Regions from separate parts of the Sus scrofa genome. Here all the other regions are linked to region 3. Evidence: chromatin contacts called from public Hi-C and HiChIP or PLAC-seq data. All regions are on one chromosome and are shown on one strand. Each heading gives the region's core, a stretch centred on a gene start, on an enhancer-like site or on the middle of the called end of the contact. The rest is flanking DNA. Distances are from core to core; before and after follow the strand shown. Region 1 overlaps TRAP1 (TNF receptor associated protein 1). Region 2 holds the start of TRAP1 (TNF receptor associated protein 1). Region 3 holds the start of CREBBP (CREB-binding protein).

The links. A called contact is a pair of places that touch in the nucleus more often than the background predicts. HiChIP or PLAC-seq counts read pairs in DNA pulled down with a chosen protein or histone mark.
Region 1: a contact with region 3 is called in a Hi-C map of skeletal muscle, with 6 times the contacts expected there. The contact joins the enhancer-like site here to the promoter of CREBBP in region 3. A contact is called at or near these places in 3 of 5 promoter capture datasets (fetal liver, liver and skeletal muscle), 18 of 47 Hi-C or Micro-C datasets (alveolar macrophages, blood, brain and 10 more) and 1 of 2 datasets of contacts at active chromatin or transcription factors (skeletal muscle).
Region 2: an H3K27ac HiChIP or PLAC-seq map of skeletal muscle shows a contact between it and region 3, with 5 times the contacts expected there. The contact joins the promoter of TRAP1 here to the promoter of CREBBP in region 3. A contact is called at or near these places in 1 of 5 promoter capture datasets (fetal liver), 5 of 47 Hi-C or Micro-C datasets (embryonic fibroblasts, epiblast stem cells, heart right ventricle and 2 more) and 2 of 2 datasets of contacts at active chromatin or transcription factors (alveolar macrophages and skeletal muscle).

What each region holds. Positions count from the first base shown.
Region 1 is chr3:38,564,153-38,568,805 of Sscrofa11.1, forward strand. The region is part of intron 1 of TRAP1 (TNF receptor associated protein 1); the gene reads left to right. Among named protein-coding and RNA genes, the nearest start is that of TRAP1, 30 kb to the left of the region's middle. Within about 2 kb of position 1,744, at least 3 of the 83 cell types and tissues checked have an H3K27ac peak or open chromatin away from gene starts, as enhancers often do. A contact at or near this core is called in skeletal muscle, where this site is marked.
Region 2 is chr3:38,534,289-38,538,649 of Sscrofa11.1, forward strand. It overlaps TRAP1 (TNF receptor associated protein 1), which reads left to right and starts at 2,422. Exons shown (of 18, transcript NM_001243945.1): 1 at 2,422-2,510. The coding sequence starts at 2,435. It overlaps LOC102160050 (a long non-coding RNA gene), which reads right to left and starts at 2,298. Exons shown (of 4, transcript XR_302227.2): 1 at 1,882-2,298; 2 at 577-667.
Region 3 is chr3:38,386,607-38,391,512 of Sscrofa11.1, forward strand. It overlaps CREBBP (CREB-binding protein), which reads left to right and starts at 1,760. Exons shown (of 31, transcript XM_005662184.3): 1 at 1,760-2,046. The coding sequence starts at 1,962.

The sequences.
Region 1 (4,653 bases), core at 494-2,993, 180 kb after region 3:
GCATGGGAAGTAAGTGCTGTGCATTCATAGTAGGGAAAGTTGATTGTGTGCTGCGAGGGAGGAGGCCCAGTGGAGGAGAAGTTGCACGTGTGTGTTGTCAGATTCAAACTTTCATTGTTTCCTGTTTTGTGAGCCCAAACCACCAAACAGTTAATCTTAGTTAACGCTAAGACATTGTAGTCTGAGGTTTGTGGTTTTTCCTTTAGGGTCTAGGGGAAACATGAAGACACACTGCACAGATAGTGTGTTTGTGTCTGGCTCAGGCAGATTTGTTGCACTATTGCTTTATTCTTAAAGTCACTTTAGAAAGTTCAGTTAACCTGAAATCAAATCTGCTCTTAATAGTGCTGTTGATTAATGTAATCTTGGAATTAAAATGGAAAATCTTAAAGACCTGGTTAGAAATATAGATTGCTTATTTTTCCCTTTTCCCAGCTATTTCCGTCATAAACAACATATAAAATCCTTTCAAAAGTATTCTGAGTATAAAAGTAGGGAAAAAAAAAACCAGGAAAAATAAGACTTGGGAAATTGTGTTTAATTTTGGAGTAAGGAAGGCTTTTACAAACAACAGATTAATTTCCTTAACATGTAAAGAGTTGTTACAAATCAATAAGAGAAAATGTAGTAGAAAATGATCAGAGGATATCAACAGTCCGTTAACAAAAATAGGAAATAGAAAAAAAACTTTTTTTTGGCCCTGCCTGCAGCATGTGGAAGTTTCTGGGCCAGGGATCAAACCTGTGCCACAGTAGTGACCCATGCCACTGCAGTGACAGCCCAGATCCTTAACCTGCGATGCCACAAGAGAATTCCTTTTTTTTTTTTTTTTTTTTTTTAATATTTTAGGAGTTCTCATTGTGGCTCAGCAGAAACAAATCTAACTAGACATCAATGAGGATGGAGGTATGATCCCTGGCCTTGCTCAGTGGGTTAAGGATCTGGCATTGCCATAAGCTGTGGTGTAGGTCGCAGACGCAGCTCGCTTCCAGCATGGCTGTGGCTGTGGCGTAGGCTGACGGCTACAGCTCTGATTCGACCCCTAGTCTGGGAACCTCCATATGCCATGGGTACGGCCCTAAAAAGACCAAAAAAAAAAAGCAAAGAAAGAAAATATTTTAAAATATAGATAGATGCTCCATCTTGCTCATTGTAAGAGAAATGTAAATGGAAACTATAGTAAAATTTTACCTGACTGCTAGGCTGAGAGCCAGAGGTTTCACAGCAGTACCACCTTGGCAGCAGTATGTGTATTACACAGTCTCCTGATGTCGTTGGTGGGAATGTAATCGCATCGGTCTCTGGAGGGTGACTTGGCAGCCATGACCACAGTTTAAACTGGGCATGACCTTGGCCCTGATGACTCCACTTCTCACGGTATACTCCAGTGGACACTTGTGCCAGGCTTGTGGCCTAGGGCATAACCGTGTGGCATTGTCACTGCTATGGCTCTGGTGTGGTCACGGGCCCTGGAGCTTCCATGTGCTGAGGGTGCAGCCAACCAGTTTAAAAAAAAAAAAAAGTGTACTTGTAGGTAAATGAAATGACATGTGTACAGGAATAGGTCTTTGTTACTTTGAAATACTTTGTACTTTCAGAGATGTTACAGAAGGAGCACACAGCCTTCTCCCCCAGTTTCCCTACTCTTAACCTCTCACATGGCCAAGGGATTGAAAACTGAAATTACACTGACCCAGCACTCACTCTTGGGTAACACACCCGTCCTGGCTGACATTAGCCGGATTTCCCACCCATGTCCTTTGCCGGCCCAGGATCCTGCAGCGTGTGCTGGTGTCTCCTTGGTCTCCTCAGTCTCTGTTTGTCCGTTGGGAACTTGACAACTTTAGAAGAGAACTGTCCCGTTGTTTTAGAGGATTTCCCTATTTGGGGGTTTGTCTGATGTCTTCTTACAGTTAGATGGAGAAGCGTTTTTGGCGAGAACACGGCAGGAGACAGGCCAGACTGTCCGCCCCCATAGGAGCTGCAGGATGAGGACACACCTCATTCCTGATAGTGACTCTGGTCACTTGCTTAAGGCTCTGTGCCACTTTCTCCACCGCGAAGTACTGGTTTTCTCTTTGGATCAGGAGGAGCTGGGCATACTTGGAGATTCTGCACATGTTCTATTTCTGGTGAACGTCTGTTCACAGTTTATACCTGTCAAACCTGTCACTGTGCTTGCCTGATGGCAGTTGTCTGTTTCCATCATTCCTTATACGTTTATGAATTGTAATTCTATAAGATAGAAGTCCTTTTGCCTCCATTTATTTATGTATTTATTTTTAGGGCCACACCTGCGGCATATGGATGTTCCCAGGCTAGGGATCCCATTGGAGTGGCAGCGGAGGCCTACACCACAGGCACAGCCACCCAGATCCTTAACCCACTGAGTGAGGCCAGGAATCGGACTTGCATCCTCATGGATACTAGCCGTATTCTTAACCTGCTTAGCCACAGTGGAAACTCCCATCCGTTTATTTATTATTTCTGTAAGTGGAGGCTTACAGACATTTATTGACCAGCTGACAGTTCACGACTGTCGTTATTTTGTTCCTCAGTTTGTCGTAGTTTTTTTTTTTTAAGTTTTTATTTTTTTATTTATTTTATTTTATTTTATTTTTTTTTGTCTTTTTGCCATTTCTTTGGGCCGCTCCCGCGGCATATGGAGGTTCTCAGGCTAGGGGTTGAATTGGAGCTGTAGCCACCGGCCTACGCCAGAGCCACAGCAACGAGGGATCCGAGCCGCATCTGCAACCTACACCACAGCTCACGGCAACGCCGGATCCTTAACCCACTGAGCAAGGGCAGGGACCGAACCCGCAACCTCATGGTTCCTAGTCAGATTTGTTAACCACTGCGCCACGACGGGAACTCCAAAGTTTTTAAAATAATTTTTACTTTCCATTATAGCCGATTCACAGTGTTCTGTCAATTTTCTACTGCACAGCAAGGTTAACCAGTCACACATACATGTATACATTCATTTTTCTCCCATTATCATGCTCCATCACAAGTGACCAGACACAGTTCCCAGGGCTGCACAGCAGGATCTCATTGCTTATCCACTCCAAAGGCAGTAGTTTGCATCTGTTAACCCCAAATTCCCAGTCTCTCTCCCTCCGTCCCCCTCCCTCTTGGCAACCACAAATCTGTTCTCCAAGTCCATGATTTTCTTTTCCGTGGGAAGGTTCATTTGTGCCGTATATTAGATTCAAGATGTAAGTGAAATTATGCGGTACGTGCCTTTCTCTTTCTGACGTACTTCACTCAGTATGAAAGTCTCTAGTTCCATCCATGTTGCTGCAAATGGCATTATTTTGTTCTTTTTTATGGCTGGGTAGTATTCCATTGTGTATATATACCACATATTTCTTTTTTTTTTTTTTTTTTTTTTTTTTTTGTCTTTTTTTGCTATTTCTTTGGGCCACTCCCGCGGCATATGGAGGTTCCCAGGCTAGGGGTCGAATTGGAGCTGTAGCCACCGGCCTACGCCAGAGCCGCAGCAACGCGAGATCTGAGCCGCGTCTGCAACCTACACCACAGCTCATGGCAACGCCGGATTGTTAACCCACTGAGCAAGGGCAGGGACCGAACCCACAACCTCATGGTTCCTAGTTGGATTCGTTAACCACTGCGCCACGACGGGAACTCCTATACCACATCTTTCTAATCCACTCATCTGTCGATGGACATTTGGGTTGTTTCCATGTCTTGGCTATTGTGAATAGGGCTGCAATGGACCTGCGGGTGCATGTGTCTTTTTCAAGGCAAGTTTTGTCTGGATATATGCCCAAGAGTGGGGTTTCTGGGTCATATGGTAGTTCTATGTATAGTTTTCTAAGGTACCACCATACTGTTCTCCATAGTGGCCGTACCAGTTTACATTACCCCCAACAGTGCAGGAGGGTGCCCTTTTCTCCACACCCCCTCCAGCATTTGTTGTTTGTGGGTTCGTCCTAGATTTTGCCACTGAGTGCGCCTTCCACTTGGAGCCTGTGTCTCTTGGATGTCCCATCATCTCTGAGTCTTCTGCACCTTCTGGCACCACAGGTGTTGCAGGAAATGCTAGTGACAAACCAAGATCTGTGTGCAGGGAGATGACCACCCGCCCCACTTTGCCCAGGATGGAGGGATTTCCCGGCATGGGGGTTTTTGTCCAAGACGCTCACTCTTCCTGGGGCCAGGTGCTCCCTGCTGCTGGGGGTGTCATTGCCGCCAGGGAGTCCCCCACATATGCACACCCTGCTCTTTATTTCTATGTCTGATCTGCAGCTAGAGGAAGAAGGACGAGTTCACACTGACGCCTCCATCTGCTGCCCAACAGGGGTCACCCTGGCCCCCTTCCCTCTGGTAATTCCTTTCTCCTGACTCAGGTGCTTGTGGTCTTCCTATACACACAGAGCAGTTCGAGAATTGCTGCCAGTTCTGCTCCAGTAATCCTATGCTGTTCCCTCTGAGCCCAGCTCTGCAGTATCCTGTTGACCCTTGAATAACACAGGTTTGAACTCTGAGGGTCTACTGATTGGCATCTTTTTTCCCTAAGTGCCTATCACAGTACCACCCAGTCTGCAGTCGGCTGGAACCCACGCCTGTGGCTGTGGCTGTGGCTCCTGGAGGCCAACTGTGCTTTCCTTTCAGCTGCGTGGGGCTGGG
Region 2 (4,361 bases), core at 1,172-3,671, 150 kb after region 3:
ACATCCCAATGACAGGGATCCAATAGGGGTCCTCAAGGGAGATGGTGATGTTTGGGGAATGTCACAAGCGAGGTGAGGCCCCTTTGTCCCCAAGTCCTTCAGGAGAACGTCCAGAGAGGACATCCTTGCAAAGGATGGTGCGGGGGTACCTGTGCCTCCACCACCAACCCTTCCTTGTCCCCTCCGACCCCACACAGGGCCCTCACGTCCAAGCCACAGAAGAGGAGGGTTGCTTCCTGTGCTGCTGCTGGGAAGTAGGGGAAGGGAGATGGAGAAAGGGGCAGGGAAGCAAGGGGGCTGTGGGGGCCGTGCAGGCGGCACTCAGAGCTCACAGGAGTCCAGTAGCCAGAACTGGGGTCACCAGTGAGAGCAAGGCCTCCACAGGCCAGAGCACAGTGGACTCTCAGGCCCCCAGGGAGGCCGCTTCTCACTGTTCCCAACCTCTAGACACTTGAGTTCTGATCTCTGGTTTCCTGGGTGGGAAGTCTCAAGTGCCAGAAGGGGCAGGAAACACATGAATGTCTGACCCAAGGCCTCTTCCCTCTGGAACAGCAGCATCTGTCCCCTGATGCACACCTGTTGCTTCTCGCTGAACTCCAGACAAGCAGCGAGTCTGTCCACTCCGCAAGTGCTGGTTGATGGGTCTCTAAGCAGTGACACTCAGTCCCTGGAGGAGCCAATTGACAGGTGAGTCCTGAAGGAAGGTACGAGGGCTCAAAGCTGGAGCCCCGCACCCTTCCCCTCCTATTTCCGTCTCCCCAAGCAACTCCCTGCCAGCCTCCATGAAGTCAACTGAAGTACATCCGCATCTAATCATTCTTTCCCCACTTCCATTTTCCTTCTCTGCACGGGGGCCGAAATCTGCTCATGACCCGCTCCAGACCAGCTTGGATCCCTGGGCACTTTAAAAAGTCCCAGTTCCTGGCTACCAGAGGACGCACCATCACACACTTCTGTGGCTGAGGATATATCTCTGAAGGGCACAGGCCAAGACAGGACAAAAGGCCCTGGTGGGTGTGGCTGGAACCTAATAGATTTGCCCCCCGCAGAGCCTGGGTTTCACTTGCCTTGGTGGAGCCCGTCCCTGCTTAACTGAAGCCACCGTCTGTCTCTCTCCTCCCTTTACCAAATACCACCTCCCTGTCCTGAAATCAAAGGGCTCCCCAAGCTAGATCTATTGCCCTGTAAACCAATATATCATGTCCTACAAATGAGATGATTTCCTGAGTGAAGCGGTCAACCAACGAAATGTGAGGCTGAGACCCCTCAACTCAGTGACATCCTAGGAACACTCTGCCTGGCACTAGCTCAGCGAGTCTGGAGTGAGGGAGGAAGAAAACTGGGGGTCAGGTTATGCAGGGCTTGGAGGTTATGCAAAGCAGAAGGGGTTTGGAAGTGACTATGCAGGGAAACCATTGGAGGACCCTGATTGAGGAGTCTATGTATGATCAGCTGCTGTGTGGAGCATGGGGGCCAGACAGGAGGCTGCTGGGGTCTTCCAGGTGAGAGAACTCCTGCCCTTCCATTCCCATCTTCCCACTTCGTGTATGTTCCCCTTCTCAGTTGCTTGAGCCTGTAACTTGCGGATCAGCCTTGACAACTTCCACCTGAAAGTGTTCCCCGACATCCCCTCCCTGCGGCCCCAGATACGTCCAGACCCCACCGGGGAACACTCTCCCGGCTTCTGTTCTTTGCAGACCTTGTCAAAAATCTCAACCCGTTTTTCTGCAATTATTTGATCGTGGCAGCGAGTCTTCAGTCTCATAATCTTCTGGGGAGCCGCCTGAGCCCTACTTTGGTGCTGGAGAATATGCATTTTACGTGGTCTGCAACTCTATGAGAAAGGAAGCTGATGGTTGGAGTCCCCAACCAGAGTCTTACCTCCAGGAAGGCGAGAGAATTGTAATGAATGAATAAGCCCAGTTTTGCTGGTGGGCGTTGGCGCCAGAGTTTTGGGAGAGACAAGTCAAGCCTGAAACTCTCCCTTTTACTCTTTGTAGCTATTTGGCCTGCCCTGGTTTGGTTGGAAGAGACTGACTTTCAGCAGTCCGGACCGGTGGCCCGTGACTTATAAAGACCCCAGGGATGTGAGCTGCTTCTGCCCCATCGCCGTCTTTTCAAACTCTCTACCGTGGAGGCGAACGTCTGCCCCATTTCTGGGATGGACAAACCGAGACTTATGGGCAGACGAGGGCCGCCCGGCGGCCCCGGGCGCACAGTCGTCGCCCTTGATAACGCGACACAAGGTCACGGAGGTCCCGCCCCCAGGCCCGACTGTCCCGGCGGCGCAGGCCGACCGCTCCCGCTCCAGGCGAGCCCCGCCCACCCGCCGGCGCAGGCCGCAGACCGGGCAGCCGGGCGCGCGCCGTGACGTCGGCGCGCCGCGCCGGAGCAGGCCCTGCCCTGACCCCGCCCCCCTCTCTGGAAGGCCGACATGGCGCGCGAGCTGCGGACGCTGTTGCTGTGGGGCCACCGCCTGCGGGCGCCGGCGCTGGCTGCCGCCCGGGGAGGTGAGAGCGGCTGTGCAGGGCTGGTGGAGAGCGAGCGGGGACGGGGACGCGCAGAGCTCCCGGGGGCCCGAACCCCTTTTCTCCGTGGGAGGCGCGGTGACGGAACCTCCTCGCGCAGCGGCGGATATTCTGCGGTGTACGCGCTCTAGCGTGGTGAGCGGCTAACGCTGAGCGCCCTGGGGTCACCTGGCTGGGTCCAGCGCCGGGCTGCAGGGGTTCCCCGGAGGTCACGGGGTTGAACCCGGGCCCGCGTGACTGCAGCAGCGGGTTCTTCCCAACGGGCTCCTCGGGCCGGATTGAGGCGGAGGGACCGCGGTCTCCTCGCTCGCGGAGCCGAAGGCGCTTTCAGGGGATTGTGTGCGCTGGGAACGGGCTTCCCCAGGGTGATTACTTAAGTACCTTAGTTGCGCTCTTATTCCTCCCCTCCGCCCAAGTTGATTTATGCACGAGTAACGCATAAGCCCCCTTGGTCAGTCCTTCATTCGACACAAATCGGAATGCCCAGTGGGCCCAGCGCGGCACGCGGCCGCGAAACCCACAGAACCGGCACCTTGGCCTTCGTGCAGCCCGTGGACTTGGGGTTGTTGACCGCCGTATCCCCAGGGCCTGGAATTGGTAGGTGCTCAAGTAAATGTTGAAAAGAAAGAACGACCGCTGTCTGTCCTCACTCCCCGCTCGGAAGTAACCACCGGTGAGAACGTCTTGGCGTTCCTTCCAGGCTTTCCACACGCAGTTGCTGATGTACGGAAATAGATACGTCGAACAGTTTTTGCGTAAAAAGGCCTAAACCATATATACCCTGTGCTGCGGGTTTGTTTTGTTTTGTTTTGTTTTTTAAAGCTCCAGATTGGCTTAGACATCTTTTCGTGTCAGCATGCACCGGTCTATGCCTTTACAGTGATATTACAGAATTAGAATTTTAGAATTGATGGTGTGGAGCTAGTGTGTGCTTGAAATGGTGGTTGATTTTGCTAAACTGCTGTTCAAGAAGTCAGGCTTTATCAATTTATAGTCTCATTGGCAGGGAATGAGACTACCTATGTCAAGGCATCTTTTCCAACACTGGATGTTAAATCTTTTCCAAACTGATGGTTTATAAACTACCTTGTTTAACTTACATTTGCATGGATACTAGTAATGTTTTCATTTGTTTAATGGCTGATATTCTTTGAATTTCCTCTTCATATCTTTCACATTTTTCTCTGTTATCTGAGTTTTAAATTTTGGCGTGGTCTTTTTAAACAATGATTCTTTAAAAATAACATGCAGAGTTCCAGCTGCGGCTCAGTGGGTTGAGGGTCCGGTTTTGCTGCAGCTGTGGCATAGATCATAGCTCCGGCTGGGATTCCATCCCTGGCCTGGGAACTTCCATGTGCCACGGGGGGTGGGGGGGGAGCCAAAAAAAGAAATTTTTTTTTTTTTCAGTAAAATAAAAGGACATGCATTAACAAATGTTTGTAGATTATTGTTACTTGTATCTAACATCTTCCTTCCTTTTTGGATTTGTTTTCTGTTTTTACCAGAGTACACTCTTGTGTTAGTTCTGCAGAAGTCAGTGTGTTGAAAATTTTCTAAGCCCCATATGTCTAAAAATTTTTTTGTTTTGCCCTCATACTTGTAAAGTAGTTGGGCGGGTTCTGGTATTCCAGGTCAAAGTCATTTTCCTTTACTACAAATAGTGCTGTTGTCTTCTACCATCCTCTGTACAGGTGAGCAGTCATATCAACTTGATTCTTGTGTTTTTGTAGCTGACTTGTTTTCCCCCCCCCAGAGGTTCAGATTCTTTTCTCTCTCTCTTTTTTTTTGGCAGCCCTGGGGCATATTGAGTTCCTGGGCCAGGAATCAGATCCC
Region 3 (4,906 bases), core at 510-3,009:
CCATATGCCCCCCAAAAAAATAGCAAAAAGAAAAAAAAAAAAAGACTCTGGGGCAGTGGAACGAGGAGGAAGAGCCATTTGTCCAGGTAAAGGATCTGGGGAGGCAGGTTGCTTGGTGGGTGGAGGGAGAGGAGGACTCACAGAATTCTGGCTTAGGAAACAAACAGGTCGTTGGTGATACCCTTCAGATAAAGACGTGGGATGAAGCCCAGGCAAATTGTGAGAAGCAGATAATGAGCTGAGATGTGTGAACACCTTAGATTTGTGTGTAACTGTCCTGCGGATAGTGGGCACGCGGGCGGGCCTCCGGGGGAACCTCACACCTGACTGCAGCACCTGCGGGGTCCAGATGGTTGCGTAGGGCACGAGGGCCCTAAGCCCTGATGTAATGGGGCCTTCTGGGCCCGGCGCAGACTGAGTGTGCTTGGCTGGGAAGCAGCGCTCACCACTTCCCGGTGCAGGTGAGGGTGTCGGACCTGGGGCCCCTATTGCATCAGGCTGGGGAACAAGGGCTCAGGAGTCCTGCGTCCTCCTCACTTCACGTGGAGGCCTTCGAATCTCGGCCCTGCCACTTCCTGCCTCAGTTTCCCCATCTGCACTCGCTCACGGGCGGACCCAAGAGCAGTCTGTAACCTGCAGAGGCCACGACACAACGCTGGCATCCGGCGGGGAGAAGCTGCCAGCCCTGGTCACCGAGAAGGGTCGCGGAGCAGGGGCGCGGGGAGCCGGGACTGGGCAGAGTCGCCTGCGGGACGGGCAGGCCCGGGCGGCGCCAACTCCGCGCCTGGGGGCCCGGCTTGCTGCCAGGCCGCAGCCAGACCCCTCGCCGCCCAGTCGCCGTCAGAACAAAAGTGGCGGCGGTGCCCGGCGCCCGGCGCCCCGCAGGCCCGGCCCCCGCCGGGCAGTCTAGCCGCCCCGCCACTCGGCCGCACGACGTACGGCAGCCGCGCCTTCGGCCCTTTCCGTCCGAACGCGCTCGGCTCTTTCCGCTGCGGCCGGCGCAGGTGGAGGGGGCGGGGCGGGGGCCGTGCGTGGTGACGCCGCGGGGGGGGGTGACGCACCGGCGTGCCCCGCCCCCTCCCCCTCCCCGTTCAGGCTCTGGAAAGAGAAGAAAAAAAACTTTCTTTTTTTTTTAATTGAGGAATCAACAGCCGCCATCTTGTCGCGGACCCGACCGGGGCTTCGAGCGCGATCTACTCGGCCCCGCCGGTCCCGGGCCCCACAACCGCCCGCGCACCCCGCTCCGCCCGGCCGGCCCGCTCCGCCTGGCCCTCGGCGCCCGCTCCGGCGGCCCCGCTCGCCTCTCGGCTCGGCCTCCCGGAGCCGCGGCGGCGGCGGCGGCGGCGGCGGCAGCGGCGGCGGCGGCGGCGGCGGAACGGGGGGTGGGGGGGCCGCGGCGGCGGCGGCGGCGGCGGCCCCGCTTCGCTCATTGTTTTTCCTCGCGGCGGCGGCGGCGGCGGCGGGCCGCGGGCAGGGAGCGGAGCCCGGAGCCCCCCGGTCGTCGGGCCGCGAGCGAATTAATTAAGTGGGGCGCGGGGGGGGAGCGAGGCGGCGGCGCGGCGGCGGCACCATGTTCCCGGGGACTGCCTGAGCCGCCCGGCCGGGCGCCGTCGCTGCCAGCCGGGCCCGGGGGGCCGCCGGGCCGCCGGGGCGCCCCCGCCGCGGAGTGTCGCGCTCGGGAGGCGGGCAGGGGATGAGGGGGCCGCGGCCGGCGGCGGCGGCGGCGGCGGCGGCCGGGGGCGGGCGGTGAGCGCTGCGGGGCGCTGTTGCTGTGGCTGAGATTTGGCCGCCGCCTCCCCCACCCGGCCCTGCGCCCTCCCTCTCCCTCGGCGCTCGCTCGCGACTCGCGGCTCGCGCTCGCTCTCCCCTCGCAGCCGGCCGGGGCCGGCGCCGACCCCCGCCCCGGAGCCCTCGCCGGCCCCGCCGCCCGCGCTCGGGGCTGTTTTCGCGAGCAGGTGAAAATGGCCGAGAACTTGCTGGACGGACCGCCCAACCCCAAACGAGCCAAACTCAGCTCGCCCGGCTTCTCTGCGAATGACAGCACAGGTGAGTAGGGGGCCGGGCGGGAACAGGGGCCCCGGGGGTCGCTGACAGCCCTGCCCGGAGGTGAGTGCCCCCGGGGGACCCGAACTCGAGGGCGGGCGTGCGGGGCCCTTTCCCCGGGACCCCGGCCGCGGAGGGGGAAGTTTGTCGGAAGACTGCCTGGGGCCCGAGTGGGGCGGCACATGCCCGGTGCGCTCGCATAGCCCGGAGTTGGCGAGCCCTCCTCGCGTGGAGCCCGAGTGGTACTTCCAGGGGGGAAAAGTAAAGCGGAGCGTGTTTGTTCTGCGTGGTGAGTCCCTTTGCCACCCTCTGCCGCCGTGGGTCGACACACGCGTGGCTGTTTGAAGGGATGACAGCGGAGGGTGCGTTTGCCAGTGAGGGAAGGAAAGCGTGCAGCCCAAAGGGGACCCGAAATGTTTTCTGAATTGGTAGCACATTCACAAGGCAACCAGAAGACACGCAGAGCTGCAGCCAGCCTCTTGAGTTACGACTTAGAAGTTTTTTGGAATGTGCTGCTTGGGAAAAATGCTTAGTAGTTACTTTGAAAACTCTTGTTGTTGGTCTCCTGAGCTATCCCATTTTTCACAGCCCCAAACTTCGGAAGACGTCCTAAGTGGGGTGTTTAATTTCAAGACTGTAACTTCGGAAGAAAGTTAAATAGCAGATTGATCCGGGCTGCAATCTGCAAGTGAGCTTGTGTTGCTTTTACAGTGAAGATGTAAGAAGAAAAAATATGTTAAGGAATGGGGGAATTACAGTCTTCCTCCCTAGTTTTTTCGGTAGGATACTGAATAAATTCACTGTTTTAAACATCTTCCCTGGAAACTTTCTTAGGTGATCACATCAATTACCTAAGGGAAGTGTTTTAGTTTTCTATTCATTTATAGTTTTAGGTTCTTCTGGGCTGGTTCATGGTAGCGTTATGAACTAGTTGTATTTCCTCTTTCAGAGCTCTCCTTTGCGTTAAAAACTTGTGCGCTTCGGTGAACGATTTGATCCCCAGCGCAGCTTGCATTTCTCCACTGTGATCTTGCAGTAGCAGCATCTGTAAATCAGTTTATAATGAATGGGTCAGAATTGAATTATATTGCTGCAGCAGTGCCTTCAGATTTGCAGTAGACACAGCTGTTCAGCTTGTGCAAACATTTCTGTGACTGACCACTAGCGTTTTTCTGCTAGTGGTCTAAAAATCTATTGCTATTGTTGGAACAAAACTTGAGTTTTGTGGCTGCAGTTTTACTACAATTCCTAGACTATTTTTTAATGTAGAATTGAGAGAAAGTGTAAAAAAAAAATCATGAGATTCTTGTCTAGTTGAAATGAAATTTGTTGAAACAGTTGGAGAAGAGTCAGTTAAGTCTCATGGTGTATAAAAGTCACCAATAATACTCTTCTTTAAAAAAAAAAAACTGATGAAGTGTTGTGTTTGATGTTAATTTTGTAAAATCAGCTTATCTGAAATGAGAAATGTGAGAACAACCATGATTTCAATGCTCTGATTTTACTGCATTTAAAAAACTCTGATTTTACTGCAGAATAGCTCATCTTGGCTCCATTAATCTTGGCATGTTTGAGTGAAAAATCTTTAATCATATGAAATATAGATCATACTGGACAAGTTTGCTTTGAAGCTTGTCCTCTGAAACGTAACTTTTGAATGGCTTTGCAGCTTTGCTGTTGTTGATTGAGGTTATTTTAGACTTTGCTTTTTATACAGAGGGACAAGGGAGTTACGTGAGACGTAGCAGAAAGGCTTGTCCCACTGTAAACTTGTACCTCTTTTCAAGATGGCACCCAAAGGACTGGCTCTTGGGGCACTTCTGTTATTGGATGGTCAGATATCTACTTAATGTGTGGCTGATCACAGTAAAATTTATCAGAAAGGGTGGATTTTGACCACTTTTTTCCCTTTCTAATTTTGATCCTTTTGAGGCACTGGAGCTCTTTTGCTTTTCCAAATGTGGAACAAAAAAGTCAGTTTTAACAGCTCTGTTTAAATAATCCAAAGAATAAATTCACCTTTATATGTGTGTCGGGTCCTTGGTGGCGCGTTCGGCACCATCATGTCCCTGTGAGAGGGTCTCTTAGTGTCAGGGCCTTGGAAGGGCCCTCACTGAGCACATGAAGCAAGGTACAGCCTTGTCTCCCGTAACTGCTGGTCTGAAGCAGGGCTTAAGGATGTCTGTCAAGGCAAAGCAAGGACTAAAGGGATTAGATTACACGCAGTCAAAGGATCGAAGGCATTTTGTTAAATGGAAACATGGGGAGAGACCTGAGAATAACATTCTCGAGAGACTCAGCCTCATTTAAATGAGGAGATATGGGTTTGTGGCTTCTAGGATAGAATTGGACCGGGCAGGAGTTCCCGTCGTGGCGCAGTGGTTAACGAATCCAACTAGGAACCATGAGGTTGCGGATTCGGTCCCTGCCCTTGCTCAGTAGGTTGACGATCCGGCATTGCCGTGAGCTGTGGTGTAGGTCGCAGACGCGGCTCGGATCCCGAGTTGCTCTGGCTCTGGTGTAGGCCGGCGGCTGCAGCTCCAATTAGACCCCTAGCCTGGGAACCTCCATATGCCGCAGAAGTGGCCCAAAGAAATAGCAAAAAGAAAAAAAAAAAAAAAGAATTGGACCGGGCAGAGCCATGCCTATTCGTTGCTCATGTGATGAAATTTGAGGGAGGAGAGCTCTGTGGCTGGGAAGAGCTGAGGCGTTAGGAGTAGAAGGAGGCTCTGATGGCCTGAGAAGCTGGGGTGACTTGGACTGTCACTGTCCAGGGCATGTCTTTGGGGTCTGGGGGCAGGCCGTGGGCCCAGGGAATAGTTACACTTGATGCTGGGGAGCTTACCAGACAGGGTGCTGGCTG